Linked DNA regions of Mus musculus: all the other regions are linked to region 1. Evidence: chromatin contacts called from public Hi-C, HiChIP or PLAC-seq and promoter capture Hi-C data. All regions are on one chromosome and are shown on one strand. The core of a region is the stretch at or near the end of the contact, and the rest is flanking DNA. Distances in the headings are between cores, read along the strand shown.

Region 1 (3,347 bases), core at 453-2,952:
GAGAGGCGCTAAAATATTTTTAAGTGGGTGCAATGCTTCTGTCTGTGATGATGAAAATGTTTGAAAACTAATAATGTTTACAATTGTATGACTTCGTAAGCACACTTGCTGTTGATTAACTGTACACTGAAACACAAAATGACACATTTTATAGTGTGTATATATGTGTATACACACATTTACAACAATAAAATATTCCATTGCAAATATTATCTAGAAGTGGACAAATTAGCAGCCAATATTCTTACTACTGCTCTTCATCTAAGTTAGTGAATGGGACCAATGGTAGTAACGAAGTGTGGCTAAGAGATCTGCTAGACAGATCTAGGTTAGGCTTCTGGCTCTACCACCAAGCTAGCTTATTACAGACTCAGAACAGGTCCTGACATGTAGATGCCCTTAATAAAAGGTAAAGCCAGCTGTCACTGTTATTAATCTTTATTAGCTGCATAAATAAAGAAAAACACCAGGATGTACTACTTCCTTACAGATAAATTTAAAACCAAAGTTTATCTAACATACAAACACTAAAAAAGATTAATAATTAAATATTAATTGTTATTAATTAATATGATTAAGACCTCTTCTATAAGCAAACCTCAAACCGAAGATGTAGGGAGCTTTCGGTAACCAGAAAGTTACTTTGGATAACAGGGAAAGTATTTCTTAACAGGTCATATATTAACTAACATAAGGCAGGTTAAAAAAAAAAAAAAAGCTATCGTAGAAAAGTTTGAATTTGCAATCTCTGAGAGGCAACAGAAGCAAAAGTAAAAGTAAAGGCTAGAACTTAGGGACTTTCAAGAGTGAAGGAATACAAAAATCTTGCTCCACTTAGCTTCTTGTTACTCTAGTTAATAAAAAGAGAAGCAAAGTTTCCTTTTTGCATTTGTCTTAGTCTTAGCAACTTCAGGACAGACGTGCTTGCACATGTGCACAGACACACACACACACACACAAACACGCGCCCGCACACCCACTGTCACTTCATATCCCAAGTGCCTAAAATACAGTACTGGTCAATGGAGTTCACCAAGTAAATATTTCTGAGTTATCACAAAAGTGGGTAGAGACCAAAGAAATTACGAAGCTTCCAAACCTAAGTGACAGCAAACTAATTTCTAAGCTGCTACAGTGTGTCAAGCACATTACTGTTTTTAATTCTCCCCCTTCACACTAATACTTGTACATTTCTATCTTGAACTGCAGTTATCCCCCTGCTCCAACCCACCCCCGCCCGCTTTCGTGACTTCCTCCAAGCCCAGTGACAGCCAGTCTAGAATTTGGATCTTGGCTTTGGGCAAAGGGCTCGCCCTTGCCTTAACTTTGTCTGAAGCAACTTAGGTTCATTTGGCTGCACACGAATGCAGCCTCACAAACAGTACCATGGGGAGCCGGCCTGCTTAGGCTCCAAGGATTGGGGCCAGAGTAGGGGAGTCTCAGCCTGGAGGGGCGGACCAGGGAGGCTCACTAAAGTGGTTTCCAGGGCAACCGAGGTCGACCGCACCAGGTCCCGCCCCACCGCCCCGCCGCCCCGCCCCTCCGCGGCGCGAGAGCCGGAACCTGCGGCCCCAAGTGAATCCAAGAGAAGCTGTCTGTCCGCTCACCTCGCAGCGCGTGGTGCATGCCACCAATGCCACTGTACAGCTCCAGGACACGCAGAGGTTCCATCCTCTCGCAACCGCGACCGCGGCCTGGAAACTAGGCCTACCGGTTCTCTGCGTCTCTTACTCCCCCATGTCCGCTCCGTTCCCTTCGCTTCTGGTTCCGCGGCTTTTCAGTTCCCCCAACCCCCTGTTCCTCTAGCTGCAGATTAAGATCACAGTTTGGAGCCCGGGGGCTAGCAGGGCTAGGAAGGGGACAAAGGACAGACAAACTATTAATAAGGCCTCCCAAGTGAGAGACTGCCGCTCCTTAGCCTGATTTGTGCTTTTTCCTCCTTGTTTTGTGTTTTCTGAGGCCTTGAGTAGAGAGCTGAAACCACCCTTGGCTTTGAAGTAAATTACTGATTAGAACACAGTCTTTTTGTTTGTTTGGTTTTGGTTTTTTTGTTTGTTTGTTTTTAACTGCAGGTTCCTTTTGTTCTTTTAAAGTCTGACCTGATCAAGCAATTCTTTGAGGAATCTTGGGCACATATCTATATGCTCTCTGGTGTGCCTGTGCGAGAGTAAGAAGTTAAGTCCTACCAGGCTCTTTCCTAAAGAAAGCTCCAGAATTACAAGTACTTAAAGCCGATCCCTCTGAGCCCATTCATAATAGGGAGGATGCCTGCTATAAATGAAAATAGGACTCATCCTATTTACCCCGACACATGCTGTTTCTTTTTATTGAAAACAGATTTTCTTCTTCACATAATATATCCTGATTGCAATTCCTCCTCCTTTACTGAAGTACCCCTAGCTCCTCCCCACCCCATCAAGATCCACCCAGTTTCTGTCTCTCATTAGAAAACAAATGGGCTTCTATAACAATGAAATAAAACAAGACAACAAAAACTAACACATCGGTATTGAGCAAAGCAAACGGGGGGGGGGGGGCGGGGGGGGGCGACGGGAGACAAGAAAAGGCCCAAGAAATGGAAAACCCATTTGCACACTCATAAAAACACTTAACTGGAAACCATAATAATAAATGCAAAGAGCAGTAGGGTAAAAAGAGAGAAGAAAATATATAAATAAAATAAAATAAAATAAAATAAAATAAAATAAAATAAAATAAAACATAAGTTAAAAATTGAAGGAGGAGGAGCCCTGGCACAACATTATAAGACAAAGACTCTCCAATGATGCTATTGAGTTCATTTCCTGTTGGCCATCAACTGCTGGGCCCACGGCCTACTCTTAAGAGTAGTTTGTTTCCCCAGTGAGATTCCCTTGGAGGAAAACAAATCTTCATTTGCAGGAGGTTATCAACCAGATATTGTTCTGAATTAGGGATGGGATGTGCCCAGTTCTCCTTGCAGCTCTAGGGCCCCACACGGTGCAGGCCTGTGCATGCTGCCTCAGTCTTTTTGAGTTCAATATGTGTTGATCACATTGATTTAAAGGGCCTTCGTTTCTTGGTTGTCCTCCATTCCCTCTGGCTCTTACACTCTTCCCATCTCCTCCTCCATGGGGTTCCCTGAGCCCTTAGGGAAGGGATTTGATGGAGACATACCATTTATGACTGAGCATTCCAGTGCTCTCTACAGAATGTCTGGCTCTGTGTCGCTGTTTTTATTCCCATCTGCTACAGGTGAAAGCTTTCTCTGAGGATGACTGAACAAGTCACTGACTCTCAAACTCTCAAACAACCCAAGCTGTTGCTAAAACTATAAGTTGCTCTCCACAAACCAACAGCAAGTCCGA
Region 2 (3,347 bases), core at 391-2,890, 250 kb before region 1:
CAGTCTAGCTTCCCAGCTATTGCATCTGCCTTCCTTTGCCCAGACCACCCTTGCTGGTATTCATGGAGTCTGTTGAGGTCTCTCTTCCTCTATCATCCACCAGCAATGCCTTCCCTAAAGTGAACACTGCCCACATCCCCTGACTCCTTTCCTCAGGACAAGTATTACTGTCAACATGTTACACATTTAACTTGCCAATTCTATTGCCTTTCCTTCTAAAATGAATACAACATTCCACAGAAGCACAGAATTTTATTCTGTTCCGCCATATCGCCCCAGACCTTAAGAGTGTGTAATGCATAAACCATGCTTACTCGCTTCTTGGTAAGTGCTTTGACCCTTCCCTATGACCCACATGCCTTGGTTTGTTTTATGTTGCTGTACCAGAGTACCATAGACCATGTCATTTATACACAAGTAAGTTAATTGTGATATTTCTGAGGATTGAGGAACATTCAGAATTCAAGGGGCAGACTTTGATGAGGGCCTTCTTGCCTTCTAACATATGAGCATCCTAAGAAGATCATCAGGAGCATGCCAGCTCGGCAATCTCTTCCTCTCCTGGGGTGATACTATTCACCCCATGATAGGAACCCCACTCTCATGACTTCATCTAACCCCAGTTATACCTCAAAGCCCCCCATACCTTTAGCATATGGATATAAGGTTTACATTTCTACCACAGGTACTTGAGTGATATGTACACACCACAGCATCACCCTTCCCTAAAATATTCTCCCTGAGTCTACTCTATCTCAATAAACAGCTCAAGTCTAAATTCCAGTCATACTCAACTCTCCCATTCCCATGATAAGCATCCCCACTTTGTTCCACTTTCGAAATATATTGTATCAATGCCATGTGACACAGTTTCTTCAGAACATGGCTCACAGATCAATTGCACAGAGCACTCACAGAGTTCTGCACCGTAGTGCCCAGGTGTTTGATGACCTAGAGTATGTGTCTATTCTTCCTACAAAACTATACCTTGTACCCAATGCAGAACTTGCAAGCCCTGGTCAATGCTGTTGCTTCTCTCCCTTCCCAGTGCTTGCTGCCTCTGACAGTCTCCTCCCTTGGAGACATAGTCTTTCTTGAAGGACTGATAATCCCTAGTCATAGACCTTTTACTCAAATGTCACCTCCCCTGAGAGTCTAATCCCACACAGTGGGGCCCTCCTCCAATACCATCTTGTTTTATTTTACTGTGATGAAACTCAATCAATGTAATGCTTATTTACTTTGATTGGGCGCCCCCTCTGCACAAGTGTGAGTTTCACAGGAAGAGAAACGGAGTTATGCTCAGAAGTGTCTCTAGCATCCAGAACTACTGATGGCTTTCACAGATTTTTACAAACACCCAAAGAAATAGTGAGGATTTGTATATCCCTCAAACACTTTACTAAAAAATAAATAAATAAATAAATAAATTAATATAGTATGTTTTCATTTTTATGTCTATGTTGTTAATTTTTATTGTACTTTAATAATGATTTTCTGTGTTTCTGTAGCCCTGAATATGAGTTCATAACAGAACCACATTAGATCAGAAATCTCAGAGTAGTGTGGCCACTGATGTTATAAAATGAACATGATAAATTTCAAAATTAAAAAATGAAACAAAACTGACCACTAGATGGTGCTGTCTCTTCTATATGAATTCACGAGGAGCACAGAAAAGTGAAGTTCTGTAGTCAAACACCCTCACTTTATAGAGAAGAGTTGCCAAGTTAAAGACAACATACTTTTTCTGCTAAGTGAGGTTTCATTACAACCACTGTGGTCTATACAAGCTTTCACTTGTATCATGTACCTGGCTTGTGTTGGGTAGTGTGTATATGGAGAGACATAAGAGCATTTATGTACCTTCAAGGTGCTCATAAAATAGTGAGAAGAAAGAGCTAAATATAAACGTATGTGCGCGCATGTGCGTGTGTGTGTGTGTGTGTGTGTCTGTGTGTGTGTTGCTGTTTACAGATATATCTACAAATATGCATGGAAAAATATAAAAAAGAAACCAAAGAAAAGAAAAGGTAATTCTGTCAAATAATATCAAGGAGATTCATACTATAAAAGAGAGAGAGAGTCGGGGAAGACCACCCAGTTCATGCCGAGGAGCCTGGGTCTTACTTTACAAGACCAACGTCAGTTAGAGACTGGTAGATGTGAGGGGCAGGACAAGGACAAGCTAGGGCTGGGTAGAAGGTGGCCCTGTGCTGGTACTATATTCATCCAACCACATTAAAGTAAGAGTTAGCGTAACTGATTGGAATATATAGTTACAAACTGCATGACTACTAGCCTCCTGTATGATCAAACCTGAAATTATTTCTCTGTTCTGTTCCTTGCCAACACCAAATCTCTTGCTGTGGGTAGACCCTGAACAACACTGGAGCAGGGACTGCATGTCTGTGGTGAGTTAGTGTCTGAACACTAACTCAGGCACACCTTGCCTTCTAGAAGCCTTGTTTCTTGGTGTCACTGTGACAAAATGCCTATAATAGTCAACTCAAGATATACTTTGTCTCTAGGACTCAGTCTTTGCACGACTAATCTCTATAGCAACACAGTTATAGAGCTTTGTTGTTCTAGGACTGTGTTAAGGTCATGACAGAAGGACACACAGGGGGTGGGGGTTATATACTTCACAGAAGCACTGATGCAGATAGAAAAGAGTGGTTGGGACTCAGGTATCTTTCAAACGGCAGTGTCCTCAGTAACCTACCTTCCTAACTGACTCCCATGCTACCAACCATGTCTTCTTAACGGCTGTGCTTTGGTGGGTCATGTAAGATTCAAAGTATCACAGTAATAATTATTTACTCTTTATGCATTTTTAAATGTTTGAGCTAATATCTATAATGAGGTAGACTGAAATTCACACTTATTTAATGAATAACTAAGTACATGAATGCTTAGTGGCAGTGCTATCTCCTAACCAATGCACCTAGGGTCTGCTGATGTTGTCCCTAAAGAGGCACACACCCTTCCCCAGTGCCTGATAATATGCAGAAGGGTTAAGCCCAGTGAGTTATTACAAGGGCTCCCAGAAAGCTCTAGGGAATGTTTTTATGCAAGTTTGATGTTCAGGAGTTTATAATTGGCCTTACAACAATAATTTGAAGCATTTAGTGTTTAGAAGTCACATTTCTGAATCCCATAGGATAGTAAGTACAGGGAATTTTCTCTTCAGATGGGACTGGAAACTTTAAAATATATCTGCCAAAACCAAGAGCACCAAGTTGAGGAAGAAACCTTGGGAAACTTCCACCAGTGTCATGTTTCCAGGTAGAGGAAGCAGGAGGACCACACTTTTGATGCCCTCAACCACCTTACTGTTGCTCAAC
Region 3 (3,347 bases), core at 525-3,024, 220 kb after region 1:
CTAGGCTAGCCTAGGCTAGCTCAGAACTACTTGCTGAAAGAGATCCATTAAATATCATCTGTTATGTCTTCTGCCACCCATTGTTAAAACGGAAAAAGAAATCATGGATTACATTGCTCTTGAGAGTATCACAAGAAGAAGAAGGTTGGTGCTTGCTGCTATGAGGTTCCTGAGACTGGTGAGACCTCGAGCTGTCATCCTGTGGCCATGGCTAAGCAACTCTAGGTTCATAGCAAGTAAACTGCTCCTGATTGCAATCCTGCTTCCAGCACCATTCCTGCCAGAAGACACCCTACAGGACCACCTCACAGACTGCTAGGATAGATTTCTGGACCATTTGGTTTCTTCAACATAAAGTCCCAAAGAGTCTAGGAACCTTCCAGGACAGGAACGTATAAAACAGCAACTTTGCACCAATAAAAGTTGATCCTCACCAAGTGCATATAATGACTACTAGAGGGAAACAGCAGAGGAGTAGGGGAAGGACAAAGAGTGGACAGTGTAGGAAAGGTGGGGGCTTGGCACTTTGATGATAAGGGAGAGCATGCAGGCTGAGTGATGCGCCTTGTTTAAAATCAGCAACTCGGGGTCCATGGTGCCATGCACACCAATGCTACAATGGTTAGGAAGGTCTAAACATTCTGAATTTCCATGGACACTCCAGGTAATAAATGCATGTGCTTGCTGTGTTTAAAACCCTGCAAAGGCCATAAAACCATGAGCTATTAAAGAAAGTCTGGACTGGACCATGCAGAGAACTGTTAAATGAGTTTCTCTGAGCCTCAGCTGTAAAATGACTAAGCAAATGGTTAGCAAATATTTCTCTGTGGCATTCTCCACAATTTGATGGTTTTTCCCCAACACCTTGTTGGGGATTAAACCTGAGGCAAGTGTTCTACCATTGAGCAACACCCTTGGCCTGGGACATTTCATTTCGACTAATAAGATTTCATAGAGTCGTGATCAACCTGCACCAAGTTGATATACCCTGTGCTTCTCTAAATAAACCAAAATGAGAAGCCTGAAGGCCCTTCCTTCACCTGCCACCCTGCTTTAAGGCTCTTAATATCACAAGGCTGGATGGCATCCTGGGTTAACTCCAGCTATGAATGTTATTGTCAGAGTAACAACATTAGAAAGAATCTGAGTGGTCAGGTGTAGGTAGAAGGCAGATAGACAAGAGGCAGGGCACGGGTTTTCAACCACATTTGTTTTCTTTGTATAAAAAGGATTTCTTCACAGTGTTATTTTGAAGGGATTTTAAGCACGTCACTTCAGCATGTGACCAGAATAGTGATAAACTGTTTTGAAAGCAGTCATTTTAGCAAATAATAGAAGTTTCATTTTAAGGGGTGGGGGGATTGGTGTGACTACAATAGAGATTTATTTGGACTGTGAACTATATAGGCTGCAAAGACTATAGTGAATAAAGGATTAACTTGAAAAAAAATCAATGAGGAACCTGTTGTACAAACAAGTAAAGAATGTAGAAAGCCAGAGTTGATCTTACTGCTGTCTTAAAAATGGCCATGGAAGGTGTCCTGGGTTCAAGTCCTAAGTTTCACACCTGCCTCCTGTGTGACCAATTTATCCATGTCTCACTTTCTTTCTCCATGAAAGGTCACTGGCATACAAATGTTGACTTGTTTCTTCTGTGTCTCAGGTATTATTTGAGTCATAGCTGTAAAGGAAACAGGCAACAAGCCATGCCCATGTAGAACATCCTGCTAGTGGGTGGAGACAGATAACAACTGATATGAAGTCTATTTCATGTTTCAAGGTGAACAGTGAGATGCTGAAAACAAAGCAGGGGAGAGTGAGCACAGTGCCTGCTGGAGTGGAGAGGAGGTTAGGGGCAGCCTCCAAAGCCTAGACTTGAAGCAGGGTGCAAGCTAGATGAGTATTTGGGGTGAAGGGTATGAAGCAGTAGTCTAGGCAGAGAACATGGTCGGAGACAAGACACACAGCAGTCTAGAAATAGCCTTAGGTTCTTTATGGCTAAACCATGAGAGCACATAGGAGAACCAAAGGAATGAGGTCAGAGAGGCAGCTAGACCAGATTTTGTAGTGACTTGTACTATAAAATGGGCATTGGCTTTTGCTGTGAGTGTGTCAAGAAATGGCTAAAGGATAGTGATGGACTGAAGTTTATATTTTAAAAGACTTTTGATTATGTTCAGAATAAACACTGGAAGGGCGTGGGTTCTGAGGCCAGGACAACCATTGGGAAGGCAAGTGCTTATGAGTTTACTATGGTCCACTGGTTTTATATGACGTTATATCTATGAGCCTAAGTGTCATGGTACCACACACAGTCATGATGCAGTTCCATTGTCAGAGGTTTTGCTACAAATATGCAATTAGGGAAAATAGAGTCAACAACTATAGTTCCCTATCATGAACTTGTAGATGGCATAAGCACACTTCAGGGTCATTTTTGGAGCCTGCTGTATGACTCAAGTCAATGGATGCGGGTGGGTGGCTGGGGGCAGGTCACACCTCAATTCCTCTGGCTTTTTGTTTTTTTGTTTTTTGGTTTTTTTGCTGTACTATTTTTGTTAGTACATATTAATTATACAAAATGGGCTTCACTGTGATATTTTCATACATGTGCATAATATATTTCAGTCATATTTGTCCACCATTACCTGGCTTCTTTACTGATATCAAGACAAAATTTGGAAGTCAAAGACTAGCTAGGAATATTTTGGGATCCTCCAGATCCAGGGTTCTCAAAGAATCTTCTGAGAATTCACTACTGTGATGCTACTGCTGGATGTGGATCGATAAGTTCCACCCTCAGAGTCCAGCCTCTTGCCGGAGGTGATAGAAATCCACCTGCATCAGTACTTTCTCCAACACTTCCTTCTCTGATCTAAGTCTCAGAGTAAAAGCTGACTCATGGCACAGGGTAGGAACCCTGGAAGAAGAGAATGAATGAATACCTTAGTCCATTTCCATGGTTGGTTTTTATTTCAAAATCCCATGATGGTCCTTTATAGTCACACTCCTTTGCTTTAAATAGCATGTACGAGACTAAGAAGACAGTTCCTAAGCAGAGCATCAAGTACCATCTTAGACATATTCTGTAACAATGGAAGATTAGAATTGATATCATCTAATAGAAAAGTCATTTTGACCTCAGGTGTTAAATTAACAGGGAAACATGGAGGAGGGTTTGGGGTAACCATGTTTTTTTTTTTTTTTAATCTATGTATAGATGGTAAATTCTCCAAACACTCCTTCCACTGAGCCCAGAATGCCAATAGGCTCAGACCCCAAGAAAGGGCTGGAAGTCATATGGAGAGAAGAGTGGGAGAGTATGAATAGATCACATGATTAGCTGA
Region 4 (3,347 bases), core at 392-2,891, 210 kb before region 1:
GAATTTATAAGCAACAAGGCTGTGTTGGAGGCAATGAACAATGGTCTCTACTGCCTCTTTCTGCATCTTTAGGTAGGGGTAGCATAGAATTGTAATGAGTAAACCATGTGCAGTCAACCAGTTAGTGTATGGACTTCTTTCTGTGTTTAGAAGCAACCAGAGTGTGACCTCATATCTCCTAAGATCTTCTGTAGTCAGAAACTACAAGCCTCAGAAGACATAAGATGGGAGCAGACACATGGCAGTCAATATTTAAGAATTGCTATGACGTGGAACAAATTTGGACATTTGTCTCATGACCCCATATGCTGTGTGGTGCAGCCTTTCCTTTCCTCCATCTTGGCCATCAGATTGGTTGCTGGGTTTGTAGGAATTTCAAACACAGTCCAGCTGGGTGTGGTGTTCAGCAAGTAACAGGATGCTCAGAGCTCAGCCATGCTGCCTGTAGATCTTGGGCTTTGTTTCCCTCTTTTCGGACAAGCATTCAAGTACACAGAGGGTGGGTAAACACTAATTCCTGCACTTGTTTGGAGTGTAGAGGAGGAAAGTAAACACCAATGCATAAAAATGATTTAAAAAATGGAATTTAAACAACCTCCTACAGAAATGAATTCCCAAAATGATTCCTTGATGGAGTTTCATCCTCCCCGTGAGAAAAGATCTGAAGCCATGATATTTGAAAATAAATATAAGTAAAGGTCTGTCTTAGGTACTTCCACAAATGCCAGTTTCCAGGCTCAGGCATGTACACAGAGCTCCCAATCAGCTTTTTCACAGATTTTTAAAACGTGAATGAAGAACAACCAGGACTCTAAGGAAACATCCAATGTGAAATTCAGAGACCAATGTAAATAGAGATGCAAACTGAAAGAAACTACATGAAACTTCAAATTATGATTCTATAATAGTTTAAATATGTACATTCAAATGATTCTAGTAAAGCAGAAATCTTATAGGTACTCAAAGGTTGCTGTACATATTCGTGTCCTTAGAGAGTTACAAGAGCATGTACCTCAGTGAAAACAGGAAATTGACTAAGAAAGGAAATGTACAGCATCATGGAGCCAGCTGGCCAGTCCAGAATGCAATGAAGAGACTACAGACACAATGGGGCAGGAAAATCCCAAAACAATGGTTCCCAGATGGCTTGCTGCAGATGGACAGGGATACTGGTGACAAAAATAGACATGCATGTCTTTGATGGAAGATATGTAGAAAAATTCGTGACTAACATCTATAGAATCTAAAAATAGTACAACTGTTATTGTTATTTGAAAAAGCAAATGGAAACGTGGGCACAGCATACTGCCTGGCTTAGCCTGAATGTAGTTTCCACAATCACCCAAGTGGACCAATCATGGAAACTGTGACATGTGTGACTGAAACAGGGAAGTGGACAGAATATGTGTACTCTGAATTCCCTGTGTGCACTTCTCAAGGGAGGAAGCTAATTTCTCAGTTTTTATAGTGGGACATGGCTAGATGAGACCCAAAACGAACTAAAGAGGTGCAAAATAGGAAATGTTAGCTAGAAACAATAATGTAAATGCTTAGAAGGGATTAGAGTCCCAGAGTAGTTGCATTAAGAAGGAGGAGGAAAAGAGAAAACAGGAACATCACCCAGCATTCTCTGGCTCTCAAATGTAAGAAAACCACAGTGGTTCTATACTGAGTATCTGGGGGAAACATTTCAGTACTTCAGATACTAGACCTGAGACAATAATCGGAAAGCTAAATAAGGCCATGTTGAGGTACTTGCAAGTGATGAGGGGATGTCATGGGATGTCAAAATAAATTGCAAACATTAATTTGGGATTTCGGATTGAGCAGCAGACAACTAAACTGACAACAAAAATAGCTTTTTTTTTTAAAAAAAGGTAATCATGTTATTTCCCCAATTCATTCATCAAACCCTTATCTCCAAGAATATAGACCACTAGGATTCACCAAAGGAAACTAGTTCTCGCTCTCAGTAAGCTGGTGTGAAGTACTGTGAAATGACAACACATGAAGGAACAGGTCAAGGGGGGCTTGCTTCATTTAGGGTCCTATAATGAGGTGGTGGGGGTCAGTCACTAGAGTGGAGGTCTAAGGGACATGAAAAGATAACTAGGCAGCCATCTTGGGAGGGACAGTCTAGATGGAGGTCATATCAGCAGTTAAGGCATGATGTTGGAGCACTGCACATAATCAAGGGACAGAAGAGAGATTAGGGTGGCTGGGTCACAGGAGCAGAGAGGAGGTAGGGGTGGGGGAGCACCCTCATAGAAGCAAGGGGGAGGGGATATGGGAGAGGGAGTTTTTGGAGGGGAAACTGAGAAAGGGGATGACATTTGAAATGTAAATAATAAAATAACCAATAAATAATAAATATATAAATATAAAAAATAATGCTTTGTTCTGAAAACTAAACCAACATATAACCTGGGTGCATGCAATTATTGATGTCAGTCTCTGAAAGAAGTTTATGGTGATTTCCTTCTGTCTAAAATACTCTGAATTTGTGTGAATTTGCATAGGTGGTAATAGTTTGACTGAGTTTTCATACTACCACGTCTGTGTGAACACATCCCATACTCAATAGAACACAGAGCCCAGCCTCCAGGGAACACTTACAATGAGGTGCTCAGTGTTGCAGGATTGCTGGGTACTTAGCCTCAAATTGGTAAAAGTGAGGATAATCTGCCTTCCTTCGTGTACATTGATCGTCCACTCACAGATCCTGGGATGAGGATTTGGGTTTGGGTAGTTGGGAGAAGTAAATGTGCCAGTAGGGCCATGTAAATCCCCACCACACACTGAAAGACAGAAAGAAAAGCATTTAGTCAAAATATCTTTCTGCATTTAAAATTAGTTTTTAATGACCCATCTAGAAAAAGTTATTGGTCATAATTTTTGTTTCCACATGTATGAGAGTGCTCATCTATATTCAATCTTGACTTCTTATATCTATATTGGTATTCAACTCTTGTCTCTATCAATATTTAACATTTTCTTCCATAGAAAACAGTTCACTGGCAACATTTAAATAATTATCAGGGCCCAGAATATATATAAAAGACAAAAAAACATAGCAAACTTAGGAAAACTAAAATCATTACTATGTATTTTAGACAAGATTTTTATTTGACCCTGGTCTGTCAGGGCATTTAGGAATGTGAGTTCTTGATAGCTCTAGGGCATTATAATGGACTATTGTTTTCAAAATGGGCCTTGCAGGCAAGGCTCTCTGCAGCTCCCATGATACATGTTACTTCCTTTTGGCTTTTATTCCGAGTGGCAACTTTTCATTAGTTGGTGAGTGTTTATTAGCATTGCCTTTTATCTTGTAAGAGCCAAGAAGAGAG

The links. Promoter capture Hi-C pulls out the DNA fragments that hold promoters and counts their contacts. A called contact is a pair of places that touch in the nucleus more often than the background predicts. HiChIP or PLAC-seq counts read pairs in DNA pulled down with a chosen protein or histone mark.
Region 2: a contact with region 1 is called in a promoter capture Hi-C map of neural stem cells. The contact joins the enhancer-like site here to the promoter of Trdmt1 in region 1. A contact is called at or near these places in 21 of 39 promoter capture datasets (the 3T3-L1 cell line, the C10 cell line, the HPC-7 cell line and 13 more), 7 of 15 datasets of contacts at CTCF or cohesin (CD8 T cells, the G1E-ER4 cell line, embryonic stem cells and 4 more), 123 of 484 Hi-C or Micro-C datasets (the 4T1 cell line, the AML12 cell line, B cells and 65 more), 41 of 115 datasets of contacts at active chromatin or transcription factors (the 230-238 cell line, CD8 T cells, DN3 thymocytes and 27 more) and 5 of 9 other capture datasets (adipose tissue, bone marrow-derived macrophages, embryonic stem cells and 2 more).
Region 3: a Hi-C map of CD4 T cells shows a contact between it and region 1, with 4 times the contacts expected there. The contact joins the enhancer-like site here to the promoter of Trdmt1 in region 1. A contact is called at or near these places in 3 of 484 Hi-C or Micro-C datasets (CD4 T cells, CD8 T cells and embryonic stem cells) and 1 of 115 datasets of contacts at active chromatin or transcription factors (thymic regulatory T cells).
Region 4: an H3K4me3 HiChIP or PLAC-seq map of bone marrow-derived macrophages shows a contact between it and region 1, with 2.6 times the contacts expected there. The contact joins the enhancer-like site here to the promoter of Trdmt1 in region 1. A contact is called at or near these places in 9 of 39 promoter capture datasets (the C10 cell line, the HPC-7 cell line, cranial neural crest and 6 more), 2 of 15 datasets of contacts at CTCF or cohesin (large pre-B cells and pro-B cells), 8 of 115 datasets of contacts at active chromatin or transcription factors (the 230-238 cell line, acute myeloid leukemia, bone marrow-derived macrophages and 4 more) and 3 of 9 other capture datasets (adipose tissue, liver and macrophages).

The regions. Positions count from the first base shown.
Region 1 is chr2:13,542,962-13,546,308 of GRCm38.p6, forward strand. It overlaps Trdmt1 (tRNA aspartic acid methyltransferase 1), which reads right to left and starts at 1,703. Exons shown (of 11, transcript NM_010067.4): 1 at 1,608-1,703. The coding sequence starts at 1,671.
Region 2 is chr2:13,289,156-13,292,502 of GRCm38.p6, forward strand. All of the region lies in intron 60 of Cubn (cubilin (intrinsic factor-cobalamin receptor)), which reads right to left. The region is part of intron 2 of Gm13270 (a long non-coding RNA gene); the gene reads left to right. Among named protein-coding and RNA genes, the nearest start is that of Gm13270, 19 kb to the left of the region's middle. Within about 2 kb of position 1,641, at least 11 of the 459 cell types and tissues checked have an H3K27ac peak or open chromatin away from gene starts, as enhancers often do. A contact at or near this core is called in the HL-1 cell line, bone marrow-derived macrophages, heart atrium and 2 more, where this site is marked.
Region 3 is chr2:13,758,832-13,762,178 of GRCm38.p6, forward strand. All of the region lies in intron 2 of St8sia6 (ST8 alpha-N-acetyl-neuraminide alpha-2,8-sialyltransferase 6), which reads right to left. Among named protein-coding and RNA genes, the nearest start is that of St8sia6, 33 kb to the right of the region's middle. Within about 2 kb of position 1,775, at least 17 of the 459 cell types and tissues checked have an H3K27ac peak or open chromatin away from gene starts, as enhancers often do. A contact at or near this core is called in CD8 T cells and thymic regulatory T cells, where this site is marked.
Region 4 is chr2:13,328,865-13,332,211 of GRCm38.p6, forward strand. Cubn (cubilin (intrinsic factor-cobalamin receptor)) reads right to left here. Exons shown (of 67, transcript NM_001081084.2): 48 at 2,617-2,798. Among named protein-coding and RNA genes, the nearest start is that of Gm13270, 59 kb to the left of the region's middle. Within about 2 kb of position 1,642, at least 18 of the 459 cell types and tissues checked have an H3K27ac peak or open chromatin away from gene starts, as enhancers often do. A contact at or near this core is called in bone marrow-derived macrophages, neural stem cells and pro-B cells, where this site is marked.